Linked DNA regions of Mus musculus: all the other regions are linked to region 2. Evidence: chromatin contacts called from public Hi-C and promoter capture Hi-C data. All regions are on one chromosome and are shown on one strand. Each heading gives the region's core, a stretch centred on a gene start, on an enhancer-like site or on the middle of the called end of the contact. The rest is flanking DNA. Distances are from core to core; before and after follow the strand shown. Region 1 holds the start of Chd8 (chromodomain helicase DNA binding protein 8). Region 2 holds the start of Txndc16 (thioredoxin domain containing 16). Region 3 holds the start of Olfr750 (olfactory receptor 750). Region 4 holds the start of Pip4p1 (phosphatidylinositol-4,5-bisphosphate 4-phosphatase 1). Region 5 holds the start of Mettl17 (methyltransferase like 17).

Evidence for each region. Promoter capture Hi-C pulls out the DNA fragments that hold promoters and counts their contacts. Hi-C and Micro-C count contacts between places; a contact is called where the count stands out from the background.
Region 1: a Hi-C map of B cells shows a contact between it and region 2, with 5 read pairs. The contact joins the promoter of Chd8 here to the promoter of Txndc16 in region 2. A contact is called at or near these places in 1 of 39 promoter capture datasets (pre-B cells) and 1 of 484 Hi-C or Micro-C datasets (B cells).
Region 3: a promoter capture Hi-C map of pre-B cells shows a contact between it and region 2. The contact joins the promoter of Olfr750 here to the promoter of Txndc16 in region 2. A contact is called at or near these places in 2 of 39 promoter capture datasets (cranial neural crest and pre-B cells).
Region 4: a contact with region 2 is called in a Hi-C map of B cells, with 6 read pairs. The contact joins the promoter of Pip4p1 here to the promoter of Txndc16 in region 2.
Region 5: a contact with region 2 is called in a promoter capture Hi-C map of pre-B cells. The contact joins the promoter of Mettl17 here to the promoter of Txndc16 in region 2. A contact is called at or near these places in 3 of 39 promoter capture datasets (frontonasal cranial neural crest, pre-B cells and second pharyngeal arch cranial neural crest).

The regions. Positions count from the first base shown.
Region 1 is chr14:52,256,504-52,259,203 of GRCm38.p6, reverse strand. It overlaps Chd8 (chromodomain helicase DNA binding protein 8), which reads left to right and starts at 1,444. Exons shown (of 38, transcript NM_201637.3): 1 at 1,444-1,526.
Region 2 is chr14:45,218,170-45,220,869 of GRCm38.p6, reverse strand. It overlaps Txndc16 (thioredoxin domain containing 16), which reads left to right and starts at 1,445. Exons shown (of 21, transcript NM_001310534.1): 1 at 1,445-1,653; 2 at 1,821-1,874. It overlaps Gpr137c (G protein-coupled receptor 137C), which reads right to left and starts at 1,153. Exons shown (of 7, transcript NM_027518.2): 1 at 452-1,153. The coding sequence starts at 877.
Region 3 is chr14:51,070,110-51,072,809 of GRCm38.p6, reverse strand. It overlaps Olfr750 (olfactory receptor 750), which reads left to right and starts at 1,368. Exons shown (of 1, transcript NM_207558.2): 1 at 1,368-2,499. The coding sequence starts at 1,419. The coding sequence ends at 2,414.
Region 4 is chr14:50,929,398-50,932,147 of GRCm38.p6, reverse strand. It overlaps Pip4p1 (phosphatidylinositol-4,5-bisphosphate 4-phosphatase 1), which reads left to right and starts at 1,299. Exons shown (of 7, transcript NM_001033271.5): 1 at 1,299-1,535; 2 at 1,824-2,014; 3 at 2,458-2,564. The coding sequence starts at 1,373.
Region 5 is chr14:51,883,455-51,886,154 of GRCm38.p6, reverse strand. It overlaps Mettl17 (methyltransferase like 17), which reads right to left and starts at 1,313. Exons shown (of 14, transcript NM_001029990.1): 1 at 1,132-1,313; 2 at 851-1,004; 3 at 633-767. The coding sequence starts at 1,209.

The DNA.
Region 1 (2,700 bases), core at 195-2,694, 7.0 Mb before region 2:
GTCCCTCAGGAACAGAGATGTATATTTACAAACTACCTACACACGTTGTTCTCAACACTGCGATCATTTCTGATTCTACCTAAAACAGTGCGGGTGATGTGCAAATAGTTGACAAATTATATTGTTTAGGGAAAATGACAAGAGCAAAGTTTATAAAAATAAATAAATCTCTTTAAAAACAAATTTTGCAGGTTTTGCTGTGTTGCTCAAGCTTCCTTCAGGTTTGTTTGTTTGTTTGGGGGGGGGGGGTTGGTTCAAGACAGGGTTTCTCTGTGTAGCCCAGGCTGTCCTGGAACTCACTTTGTAGACCAGGCTGGCTTCGAAATCAGAAATCCGCCTGCCTCTGCTTCTCGAGAGCTGGGATTAAAAGCCTGCACCACCACGCCCGGCTTCCTCGAGTTTTCTAATACTGGTATTTAAACAAACAAACAACAACCAAAAAACCCTTCTTGTATGGAAATGTAGTCGGCAGAACTTTAGAAAATGCAGGAACACCTTTCTCAGTGTAGTTTGACCTATGGTGAAATTTTGCTTCTTTCCAGAATAAATGACTCCGTCAGTGTACCTCTGATAAGTCTTGTTTCCCAGTGTGTATTCGTGCGTAGTAATTGGAACTATTGGTAAATTTAAGGTCCTTTGCTTTTTAAGTGAAATTCCTCACTCCCGATATTACTAAATGACTCAGAATTTTGGGTTGCTAAAATCGGAACACTGGTCTAGGGCGTGGTAGCTCATGCCTCAAATACCATATCTCTGTGTTTAACGCCAGCCTGATATATTGAGACCCTGTCTCAAAAAAACAAACAAAACTCTAATACTGGAAAATCTGAAACGTGCATAGATAAGCAAGTAGAATGGCTATAAAACCCGTGTCGATTATGTGTTGATAATCCTGCTTGTCAAGGATCACCCTAGAAGTGGCATTCAGAAAAACTGATCGTTGGCTTCTTTGATAAACCAGCATCATTCCTACGTTTAAGAGGTGGTGGGGCTTGTTTCCAGTCTTGTTCAACGTTTTTCCAGAGTTCCTCCCCATGACTGACAGGCATCCTGAGTACATGAGAGGAGGGCATGTAGGGGCTGGACCAAAACGGACCAACAGAACTCCAAAAAGGCCTTCACATTCCTATACGTAATCGTGGGAGATCACCAAGCCAGTCGACCCAAGATGGCCTCCCGAGACAGGTAGCAGGTGCTGTCCGGGTTTGCAGCGCCCCCAGCGGCGGGGGTCAGAGGCCTGGCCTGCCAGCCCGCCGCCCGCTCCGATTTCCAAGCAGGCATATCTGCGGTTGCCTACGTACCCTTCCCAGCCTCAGGCCCTCCCAGCCTTCGGAGACTTCCTGGATGGCGCCCGGCTCCGGCCACGCCATTGGTAGATGGAGGGCGGTGGGCGGGCCCAGGCGCATGGAGGACTAGCAAGCTTGCTTGCGGCGAGGGCTGGCCGTGCTCCGCCGGAAGGCGCCTTGTTCTCCCGGACGGTGGGTTGCAACTCTTGCCCAGGGAAGGAAGCCGCAGGACTGGCTCAGGTAAGCCTGCGGCACGCGCGGCTCCACCAAGCCTCGTCGGAGCCTGGGCGGGTAGTGGGTGGGGTAACAACGTCCTCGCTTGCTCGCTCGCTCGCACCCATGCGGGTGCAGCGCCGAGCGGTGATCAGGTGCGGGATGCTCGGGGCTGAACCACTCTCCTTTGTGAGAGGCAGGCGCTGGGGACCGGACGGGCCGCGGGGCCGTGCTGGGACGGGCCGCGAGGGAGCTGCTAGGGCCAGCGTGGAGTTTTGGAGCTTGTCATGGCACTGCTGGGCGAGGCGCACATTCGAGACAGTTGCCTTTTTCTTCTTCCTCCTTTCCCAAGAAGAAAAACTCCCCTGCTCGGTTAGGTTACTCCATACGTTGGAGTCAGAAGTGCGAGGCCAGGGTTTTAGTTTGTTTTGGCTGGATTCTTTTTCCCTCTCCTCTCTTATCTTTAATGTTTTTAGTAAATGTGGGTAGGGAAGCCTGAGGTGAACGTGTTCGGATTTATTATGTTCCCAATTTCTGCGGGGCTGTTGCAAAGTAGAGGTGACGAGGAAACGAACAGCACAAGTCTTGTGTCTTCCTTGACAGGTCTGCAGAGCTCTTTGGTTTTCTGACACATTATGTAAACTCTTCACTAGAGGAGGACTGCCTCTTGGCGAATATTATTTAAAATTTGTTTTGGTTTTTTTGTGTCTTAATTTACCTGTTTCTAGTCGGCTTGCCATTGCTGCAGCTGTGCATACGCAGCAGCGCCTCTTTAAGGGGCAGTCCTGACGTCGTTAAAGGCTTCCCAGAGGAGGTATGTAGTGAACCAGTCTTCGCAGTGAGTGAGCAAAGTGAGCCAGAAGTCGGATTTTAAACGCTACGTAATTTTCTTTCAAAAGATAGACACAGTGAGACATCTCAGACACGAGTGAGGACCTTGCTTTAGCGATTTTGCTGCATTCTGCCATCACATCGATGTCCACAGAATCTCTGTTCTGAGTTTGTTAACTCAGAGACTGGCTTAGTGCCAACTGAGGTCGTTTTGGGGGGGCACATCAGATTCTAGGACATGGATTTGCAATTTGAATGTTTCCCTTATGTTGTTGCTGTTGTTTCTTTTGAAAGGATATCTGGCTTTCCATTTGTAGACCAGGTTGGCCTCTAACTCACTGAGATCTTCCTGCCTCTGCCTGGATTAAAG
Region 2 (2,700 bases), core at 196-2,695:
ATAAAAGAAACGCAGCAACAATAGCGGAGGAACAGCTCTGCCTGGTGACGTAATGGCTGGCAGCGGTCCAGCTTCAGCAGAGCTGCCTCTACTTCAGCATCCAACCTCCCTCAACCCGGTCCAGCCTCGACAGAGCTACCGGAGCTGCTACTTCTTACGATGCTTCTCTGTGGTCGCCACCAACGCCTTACGTGGAGGTCTGGGACATTGAACAAAGGGTGTCCCACTGCCTTAAGTTGTCGGGGCACGCATACTCTCTCTCTCACACTTCTCCAACCCCCTCAGGCACCGAGTCCATCAGCGGCTTAAGTTGAGGGAGAGGGAAAGACAGGAGTGTCTCAGTGTCCCCAGACTGCCCTCCGGCCACCTCCCCCAGCCCCGACCCCTTCCGTCTCGGCAGGAGTGGATCCCGGCGGCCCCGCTCCCCCGCTCGCCGGTCCTCCCGCCTTACCTCTGCCAGGTAGAGGTTGAGGAGACAGAGCGTGGAGAACTGTAGGCAGGAGGGGAAGCAGTAGAGCAGCCAGTGCGGGAAGAAGTGCAGGCGAGAGGGTGGCCGCAGCAGGGGCAGAGAGCCGCTGAGGGAGAAGGCGGCCGAGAAGAGCGTGGTCCTGAGCGCTGCCCACGCGAGACACAGGAAGAGGCAGAGGCTCTGGTAACTGAGCCGCCGCTCGCGGTACAGGAGCAGCCGCCACAGCTGCAGGTAGGCAAAGGCGAAGAGCGCGGCGTAGAGCAGCGCGTGCAGCACGCTCAGCGCCAGCTGCACCGAACCGGGAACCGCGGCGCCCGAGGCCGCGACGGCGCCCCCGCCGGACGTCGAGGGTTCGCGGCCGGCCGTGGGGACCGCGGCGGCCGCCGGCCCGGACACTGATACCCTCATGAGGGGACGCGAGCAGCGGGGAGGGAGCGCGGGAAGGAAGCGGCCCGAGCGCCCCCCGGACCTCCCGCCCGCCCCAGCCTGCGGCCCCGGGCAGCGCCGTGACAGGAGTCGCAGCCCCGCGCGATGGCCGCGGCTGCCCTCGGGCCCGCCTCCCCTTCCCCCCGGGGGGCTCGGTTCCTCGGGCCGCGGCTCGGCTCCGCAGCAGCAGCAAACAACTCTCGGCTGGAGACAATCAGCTGAGAAACCCGAGCTTTTGAGGCGCTCGCTCCGCACTGTGAGCTGCCGGCGATTGGCCCGGGCGGGCGCGCCCTCCGGGCGCCTCACTCGGAATACCACAGGCCTCAGAGCCTGTCACTCCAGAAGCCTTTGATCTGATTGGCCTTCTGCTTTCTCCTCTTTTACCCCCGCCCCTCTTCCCACCCACGCTGCTGATTGGCCCAGCAACTGCAAGACTTCCTCGCGCCGGCGGGAGGACTCCAGATTCTGTCACCTGGGGCTGTTCTCGCTCCGCCCCCTGACCGTCCATTGGTTGGAGGATCTCTTACGTAAGGAGCACGAGGAGCAGGCGGAGCCTCGGGGGTTGTTTTTTCGCCCAAGAGACTGATTTTGCGGAGGCAGTGCCGGCCGTGGGCGGTGAGCTTCTCAGGTAGGCGTAGTTGCTTTGGGAGCCGCCGTAGGGACCAGCCCCTGCCCCGCCTTCTGTCACCATCTCTACTCTGATGGCGGGACGTGCTGTCCTCAGAGACCTTTCATCTCTGCACGAGAATCTCAGGCAGGTGGGTAGCAGCGCGGGCCTCAAGACTTTGCCTGCAGGATTGCATGCACATCAGCACTCGGCAAACGTCCCTCCAGCCAGGTTGCTTGCTGATTCAGTTCACCTGTTTCTGGGGGCACCAAACGACGCTGGTTTTGATTTCATTTCCCCCCCTTTTCTTTTTCTGAGCTGGAGGAAACACGGGGCGAGGAAAGCGAATGAAGCAAAGCGCGAGCGGAAACTGTAAGTAATCAACCCTTTCTTCTCTTGGGAAGAGGTCCTGAAGGATGGTGGTCCTGGGAACAGATGAACGTTGAGGCCTTCTCCAAGGGGAAGGTGATTCTTCGAAACTTGCAATTTAGAAAGCTCTCTTGGGCGCAGGGGTGGGCAGGGGAGGGGTGGGGGGAGCGCGGAGCAGTAACAATGTGGTGATTGTCCAGAATGGAAGAGTTTGTGTGAGATTCTGCTTGTGTGTTGGAACAAGTGGTGCTATTCTCATCAGAGACTGAGAGATACAAAATAAGAGGTATATTTCTGCTTTAAATAAGTGAGGAACGGTTGTATGTTGGCCACTACATGAAGGTTTTTTTTTTTGTTTTTTGTTTTTTGTGTTTTTTTTGTATTTGGTATTTGGTAGCAAATCAGTCAAAGTAATGCAAGATGAGGAAGGATCCTGTGTTCTCAGAGTGAGCCTCTCATTGCAGATTCAGTGCTTCTGTAGACAGCATATTTACTGGAGCATCCAATATCCAGCCTTTCCTAAATACTCCCTCCTTAAGGTCTGCTTAAGAAGATGGCTGTTTCTCAGTCCTCCACCACCAAGTACATGTTACAAAGGGGCTTAAGATCTGTTCTGTACTTATTCTGGTCCAGTAGTTTGCCAGACACCAGACAGTATTACCATCCACAAGTGTAATCATGCACACACATGTACAATAATGATAAAATGAAAAGAAAGCCCTAAGTCTGTGTTTATTCAGTGGTAGGCTCATCAGGAAGACTATAATGAGGCAGGAGACTCTCCAGCATTTAGATGTTGTCTTTTTCTCATTAGCTGTATGGTGGAGGC
Region 3 (2,700 bases), core at 119-2,618, 5.9 Mb before region 2:
GCATTTCTTCGCTACTGGTCACAAGCCCTAATTTTTCTGTCATGTTAGGCATTGGACAGTGATCCAGCAACATGGCCTGTCTTTGAATCGCTAAATACAGAATGCGGCACATGGTGAGAGCAGAGGTAAAACTGTAGTCCTGACCTGCGCAGTGCGATTTCTGTAGATGCTGGAGGGAGAAGTGCCAGCGATGAGCCCCTAAGGCGGATAACCACAAAGCTCCTGTATCCTAGACGAAAGGGGCACGTGCTTCCCACTCCCGCATCTGAGATCCAGAGGTGAGAAGGGGGACCAGAGTAGAGAGTCAGGAGTCTAACATCTGCTGGGAATGGGACCGTTGTCCTAAAATGTCACTGCAAGAATGGGGTGTGTTCGGAACAATTTAGCTAGAGAAAAATCAACGCTCTGAAAATCAACCTTGATGTTTTGCTACTGAGAGTCTTTAGTTTTTTCTTTTCTTTAGTTTGTGTTTTCTGTTATCTTTTAGTGGAGACTTTTAGAGACAGCACTTTACAATACCATCAATTCAACCTTTTTTTTTTTTTTTAAGTTTGTGGGACTGGAATGGCTTGAATCTACTTCATTTCCAGTTTAATTAATTATAACAGTGATTTGCAATTCTGTTTCTGACAGCCTGTTTTTGAAAAGGCTTCAGATTCTGTCTCAGAAGGGAAAATGTCACAAATTGAAAAAAGGCCTCATGGGCTGATATTAATGTTAGCCGGGGCACTTAGCTTGAATGCAACCGAGTAAGTGAATGGATCAATATGGCTTCTTGCTATAGTCAGCCTCCTTTATGTGTACTACACTTACTTCAGAAATGCAAGTAGTTTGTGTCAATCTGAGTTTAGTTAGGTTCTTGGTTTATTGTGAAAATTCTCCATAAAAGGGGAGAATTGGTGTATCAAATACCCTGGTCTCTGCAGCTAATTGTTTAACTGGGTAACTGAAACCCAAGCAAGGACCCCATCTCTTGATCCGCTTCCAAACGTGGGGCAAGCCAAGCCTGGGCTTTGACTTTCGTCCTGATTTTCTCTGCCAGTTCGTTAGGTTGACACAGGAAACTTTTGAATCCTTTGTCCTGTTATTTCTCTTGCTCCTTACCAAAGTTTGTAATTGAAAAGCAGAGCGTAGGAGACCGGGGTGTGTGTAAACAGCAAGAATTCTAAAGCAGGAAATCAGCCGGAGCTCTGTTTCTTCACAAAATCTCATTCTCGTATTTTCACCCAACTCTGATGTTCAGAGATACTTTCCCCATCATAATGAAGAGCCATCAGTCGAGATTTGAGAACAAGATCGTTGAAGATATAGACTCCGGACGCTTTCCTAAGACGTGGCTACCCTTTAGGGGAAATTTCTCTGAGTTTCAGGATGGGTGATAGAACGTCGTTTCATCTTTACAGCTGGGAAAGATAATAATGGCTCCACGTGCGAACCAGAGTGTCGGCACTACGGAGTTTGTCCTGGCAGGCTTCCCGAATCTCAACAGCACAGGAGCGGAAGTGTTCTCCGTGTTCCTTTTCGTTTACCTGTTGACTCTAACAGGCAACACGTTGATTGTTGTCTTGGTGGGGGCGGATCACCGCCTGCAGACACCCATGTATTTCTTCCTGGCTAACTTGTCCTGCCTCGAGATTCTGATCACTTCTGTCATCATTCCGAAGATGCTGAGCAATTTCCTCTCGAGACGGCACACCATTTCCTTTGCTGCCTGTATCACTCAGTTTTACTTTTACTTCTTTCTGGGGGCCTCTGAGTTCCTACTGTTGGCCGTCATGTCTGTGGATCGCTACCTGGCCATCTGCCGTCCTCTGCATTACCCCTTGCTAATGAATGGAGCCGTGTGCTTTCGGGTGGCCTTGGCCTGCTGGATGGGGGGACTCCTCCCTGTGCTTGGCCCCACAGTGGCTGTGGCCTTGCTTCCTTTCTGCAAACAGGGTGCTGTGGTTCAGCACTTCTTCTGTGACAGTGGACCCTTGCTTCACCTGGCATGTACCAACACCACGAGACTGGAGGAGGCTGACTTTGTCCTGGCCTTTCTTGTCATCATGTCCTCGCTCACCATTACTGGTGCGTCCTATGGCCACATAGTCCTGGCGGTCCTGCGCATCCCCTCTGCTTCCGGTCGGCAGAAGGCTTTCTCCACCTGTACTTCTCACTTGATGGTGGTAACCCTCTTCTATGGAAGTGCCATTTTCCTCTACGTAAGGCCATCCCAGAGCGGCTCTGTGGATACTAACTGGTCTGTAACCGTGATAACAACATTTGTGACCCCTCTGCTGAATCCTTTTATCTATGCCTTGCGCAACGATCAAGTCAAGGAAGCTTTGAAAGAGATGTTCAGGAAGGTAGTCGCCAAGCTGTTAGAACAGTCTTTACTTGGGGATAGTTTGAGAAAGAAGACAGCCAGTTGAAAGCGTGGGGACTCAGTCTCAGGTCCACACATCTCCATTGCCAGCTTTTCCTTCATCATGAGAGGAGCCAGGACGAGCTTCAAGGAGAACAAGCCTACATTTCTCTTTCAAGCAAAATGAATTAACTCTATATTATGCGTCGTAATAACAACTCACACTATTTTCAATATCTTATTTTATTAATTATGTGCCTATGTGGGGAATATGGGGTATGCCATGTGAGACTAGGAGTCAGACAGAGATTCTCTGGTAGGTAGACAGGGAGAGGGACCACAGCTAGGTAATA
Region 4 (2,750 bases), core at 50-2,549, 5.7 Mb before region 2:
TACAGCTATGCTTAGAGGCAAATGCCTGTATTCTCAATTACCCGGGAGGTTTGCGAAGAATCACCAAATTCCAAGCCAGGATCTTGTCTCAAAACTAAAGACTGTGGATGTAGCAGTGGTAGTACAGCACATTTTCAGAATTAAAAAAAAATTATTATTATTATCTTTTTTAGGCGCTGAAAGGGAACCTAGGGCTTCCAGCATGGTTACCATTAAGTTCACCAGATAGCATCACCATAACCATCCTACAGGAACAGTCTCTCATTTCCGTTTGTGAGTCAAATCGGACTCAAACTCATGATCCTCTTGCTTTAGCCAGCCTCAGACTCAGCATGCGCACTAGGCTTTTAGACAGTCTTCATATAGCTCAGGCTGGTCTCAAACTCTTAGCCAAACCCGAATGTCTGATCCTCCTGTCTCCATCTTCCATAGTCTGGGATTACAGCCCTACACTGTGACCTTCTGTTTTTTTAACTTTGGACGTTTTTATTTTATATATATGTGTGTGTGCCCACGCACTTAAGCCACGTGTATGTAGCTGCCGGGTGCACAATCTCCAGGAGGTAGAGTTACAGGTAGCATCGGCCCTAGGACTCAAACTAGGCTCCTTTGAAAGAGCAGAAAGTTCCCTTAACCGCTAACGCATCTTCCCAGTGCCCCGCCCTCTTGTATTCTGATCCTCCTTGTGTAGTTCAGTGTTTCTCTCCGCTACCCTGGAATTCCCTTTCCTAACTCATCTCCCCAAGTGTTGCATTTACAGGCATACGCAACCACATCACCACTACTCGGGGGCCTTGTGCCAAGTCAGACAAGCGTGCTAAGCCCTCAAGCTCCCGGTGGCTTTTCGATTCTTGTCCAGGTTTTAGGGCGGTTCCCGCGGCCCAGGATACCAGCCCTGCCAGCCAGAAGGCAGCCGCCCTCACGTTCTGGCGCTAAATTTGGGCCAATAGGGTTACGTCCCACGGGAGACTTGGGCCCAATGAGGAGCGACTCACGCGACAGGCTGCGCACGTGACGCGTGCGGGGCAGCCGCCCACCTGGGCCGGAGGTAGCGCGACCGCCCCACTTCCAATCGCTCGCACAACTTCGAGTCACGTGCAGTGTTTACGGACTCAGCAGCTACGGGAAGACCATGTGACAGTGACGTGACACGTCTCTCTCCAATGGAGAAGGGACGCTCCCTTACAAACCGGGAACTGTTTCAGGTCCACGAATGACAGCGCAGAGGGGCGGGGCCAGCCTGTCACGTGAGCGGGGCGGCACTGGCTGCGGGCGAACGCGGCGCGCAGGCGCCTTAGGGACCCGGTAGCGACGGCGGCGGCGGCGGTGGCAGCGGCGGCGGGAGCTGGTCGCTGACCGAGCGGGAGTCGCCATGGCGGCAGACGGAGAGCGCTCCCCGCTGCTCTCCGAGGCCGGCGATGGCGGCGCTGGTGGCAACGGCTTAGCGGGCCCGGGCGGGAGCGCGACCGGGCCCGGTGGAGGCCTGACGCCCTCCGCACCTCCGTACGGAGCCGGTAAACATGCCCCGCCCCAGGGTAAGCCGGAGGTCTGAGGTGCACGCAGGCCTAGGGGCGGATCGGGTCAGGGGGCGGAGCCTGCTTCCGCGCCAGGTGTGGCCCCGTGGCACCTGTCACGGGGCGAGGCATCCTCGGTCCGCAATCACTGCCTAAGCCTGGCCTGAAAGCGGGTTTTGAGGAAACTGATCTGAGCGCTTTTTTTGTGAGCAGCGGATCGAGCTTACTCAGAGGGTTCCCCACGTCCGTGGAGCATCCGTGGGAAGTGTTCGAATGATGATTTTGGGTTTATCTGCTTCCTCTTCGTAGCATTTCCCCCGTTCCCTGAGGGACATCCAGCCGTGTTGCCTGGAGAGGACCCACCCCCCTACTCACCCTTGACTAGCCCGGATAGTGGGAGTGCCCCCATGATTACCTGTCGCGTCTGTCAGTCTCCGATCAACGTGGAAGGCAAGATGCATCAGCATGTAGTCAAATGTGGTGTCTGCAACGAAGCCACTGTGAGTTATAACTATCTGCAGAATGGGCCTTGTTTCCTGGATCCTCTTTCTGGTTCAACACCCTGTTCATGAAACTTTCAGTTCCTGCATCTTGCAGCAGCCATTTCTTTAGAAGCCACTCACTAAAAATAACGTTCACCAAGCTCTCACTTTTTGATCTTTCCTGGACCTGAAGTGTAGTTCTCACTGGCAGTTGTTGCAGTTGCTTTTGATTTTTGTATTTTGGGGTTCTCTGCTTTTCTGAGACGATCTCACAATGACCCGGGTTCCCATCAGACTCTGCAATCTTCCTGCCCCAGTCTCACAGGCACACTCTACTCTGCTGGCAACATTTGTATATCTCAAATGTCTGATTCTCTTTCTCAGTAATGTCCTTGCAGAGGACTGGGATAATGGGCTTCTCTGCTGAAATGCCCATTGTTCCTTTATTCATTGTTCTCTAGCCCATCAAGAATGCACCTCCAGGAAAGAAGTATGTCCGATGCCCCTGTAATTGTCTCCTTATCTGCAAAGTGACTTCTCAGCGGATTGCCTGCCCTCGGCCCTACTGGTAAGAGACCTAAGAAGAGAAGGCCATATGTAAGGAAAGTTGTAAAGCAATAGGGAAACAAACAAACAAAAAAACAAACAAAAATCTAGAGCTGGGCAAGGTGGTGCATGCCTGTGTTCAATCCCAGCACCTGAGAAGTGGAGGCAGGAAGGCCTGTGTAGTAGCACCTTGAATGTCTAGTCATCC
Region 5 (2,700 bases), core at 64-2,563, 6.7 Mb before region 2:
CGCTCTGTTCCTGCAGTTCCCGATGCAGATGCAGAACTCTCAGCTATTTCTTCAGCACCATGCCTGCCTGCATGCTGTCATGCTGACAACCGACTAAACCTCTGAAACTGTAAGCCAGCCCCAGTTAAAAGCTCTCTTTTCTAAGAGTTGCCGTGATTATGGTATCTCTTCAACAATAGAACACTAAGACACTACCCTGAACCAGGTACTGTGGGACGTGCAGGGAATACAAGAATAAAAGGCAAATTTACAATATGAAGTCCATAGTCTTAAAAATAATCTGAAATGTAATAATTTTCTATCCGAGGTGGGGTTTCGTGTTTACTGAACTGCCTGCCATATGGCCTTTACTTACCTGAATCAAAATATAGTCATAATCTCTTTGACTTGCAGCGGTGGAGGGGAAATTTTTTATAAAAAAACCCGAAAGACCAAAACTTCTGACCTTTACCCAATCTCCAAGGGCAACCTCTGGCCCAACCTACCTTCTTAGCAGGGCATCATCTAGTAGGGCTGTTACTACAGCATCAAATGAGAAACAGCAGTATTTATCTGAGAGATTTAAATTATTCTTTGATCCTAATTTCTCGTTGACATTTTAATCTGGTTTGCCTTTTAGTTTTAAGCCCTACCTTGTTTTTCCAGGAATTTTTTCTCAAGATACGCAGCCCGTCTTTGCAACTCCTCCGGCTCTACAGGTAAATGTCGGCTCCAGAGATAGTTGGTGAGTGCTTGCACCTGCTTCTCTACACTGCGCATGGGTCTCTCTGTGGTCACAGATGGAAAGGGTCATCGCTGCGTGCTGGCCTCGTTTGGTTTTATCTGGCTTCCCCTTCCCGCAGTTTCTCACCAAAAAGCATTAACTGTGCGGCGTCAGCCAGTGCTTGCGGCAGCTGGACGTGCGGAAGATGCAGGATGCCGGGATGCTTTCGATGGGGCTTCTTCCCCAGGAAATCCGACCCGTTGTCTACCTGGGACACACCGGGCACAAGGGCGGCGTATGCCTGCAGACAGCGAAAGAAACAGAATGGTTGCAGGTGCTTGCTGCCCGAGGCATCGCCGAGGTCGCTCCTCCTCCGAGAGATGTCTCTGGAAACCCAGTTCTCCGCCAGCAGAGGAAGATGCACTTACTCGGGACTGGGGTCCTCGAAGGCTGCGGCAGGATCTGCAGAACAGCAGCAGAAATCTCGGTGTCCTGGCGGTGGCCATGGCTTCAGGACACACCGGAAACGGAAGTACACATGCCTGTAACCCTCAGCCCAAGCAGCTAAGAGCATCTTCCGTGGAACTTCGACCCGGACGGTATCAACTAATGAGAAGAGGGAGTATTTGCTAACAGCCAATAAGCGACCTTATGTACCTTATGTACGTCTCTGCGAAGAAGGCCGTTCGTGGGAGGGGCTTAGCCTTCAGAAGGGGCGTGGTCTCAATGCTGAGCGTGGCTGCGGGCGAGACCAACCCGGCTTGGGCGTGTTTTGTGATGGGGAGGGATCAGTCTCACGGGTTAGGGGGGGCTAGTGGGGTAGGAGGGAGAGGGGTTGGGGGAGTAGGGAGATGGGGGCGGCGTGGAGGGGGAAGCAGTCTCACTGGGGTGGGGAGATAGAAGGGGACGTGGGGGGGTGGTAGGGAGTGGGACTTGGGAGGACAGAGGCGGGGGCAGGGCTGGGCGGGGGTGGGGGCAGGAGTGGGGCTGAGAGTGGGGTAGGCAGGTGAAAAGGAAAGTGTGGACTTTCTTTGTTTTCATTTGGTGCTGTAGAATTCTGAACCGTGGCTAGTTTCCCTTTGTGAGACGGGACAAGACCATAACAAAAATCAGATTTAGGCAGTCAACGATGAGCGCTAATAACTATTACAGTTTGCAAATTAATAAATATAAAAATTAGCTTACTTTTTTTTCACATTTGTTGTCTGCGAGTTTGCTCCAGGTTTTCTATCAAGAGCTTCCCACGTAGCACACCGAATTCCCGCCATCTTATTTCCACAAACATCTGTTGCTAACTTAATTTTTCACGTGGTTAATTTACCCAAGTTCATGAACTTAATAGGTGATAGCTGAATTAAGTGCTAGGGAGTCGAAAGTCAGAGTTACATTTTTAAACAATGCACCGTACTGGGTATTGTTGGTCCTTGAAATGCAAATGGAGAATTTTAAGCTAAATGTTCGAAGGGTTAATCAGTGTGTGTGTGGGGAAACAACAACAACAACAACAAAACCCCCCAAAACCTGGGGCTGGAGAGATGGCTCAGCGGTTAAGAGCACTGATTGCTCTTCTAGAGGTTCTGAGTTTAAATCCTAGCAATCACATGGTGGCTCACAACCATCTGTAAGGGGATTTGATGCCCTCTTCTGGCCTGTGGATGTATATGCAGCAGAGCACTCATACATCTTTAAAAAAAAAAAAAAAAAAGACTCATGGACCTGTAAATTCTTGGGTCCCGGCAGCAGTACTTTACCCAGCTGTGGTTTCCTCTTTAGCCTCTTGGGGGCAGAAGTTAGCTGACAGGACGAAGAGTACTCTATAGTCTTCAGTCCAATTAGAAAAGTTACAGGACCATATATGGGTATCTGTGTGAGCTGGATTCTTAGATGCTTGGTTTGTCTTATGTGGGTAGTAGAGGTTTGATTTTATCCAATGACTCTCTGGAGACTCGAGGGAGTGTGTATGTACGACAGCTGTGGAAAAGGTGTTACCTACTGCA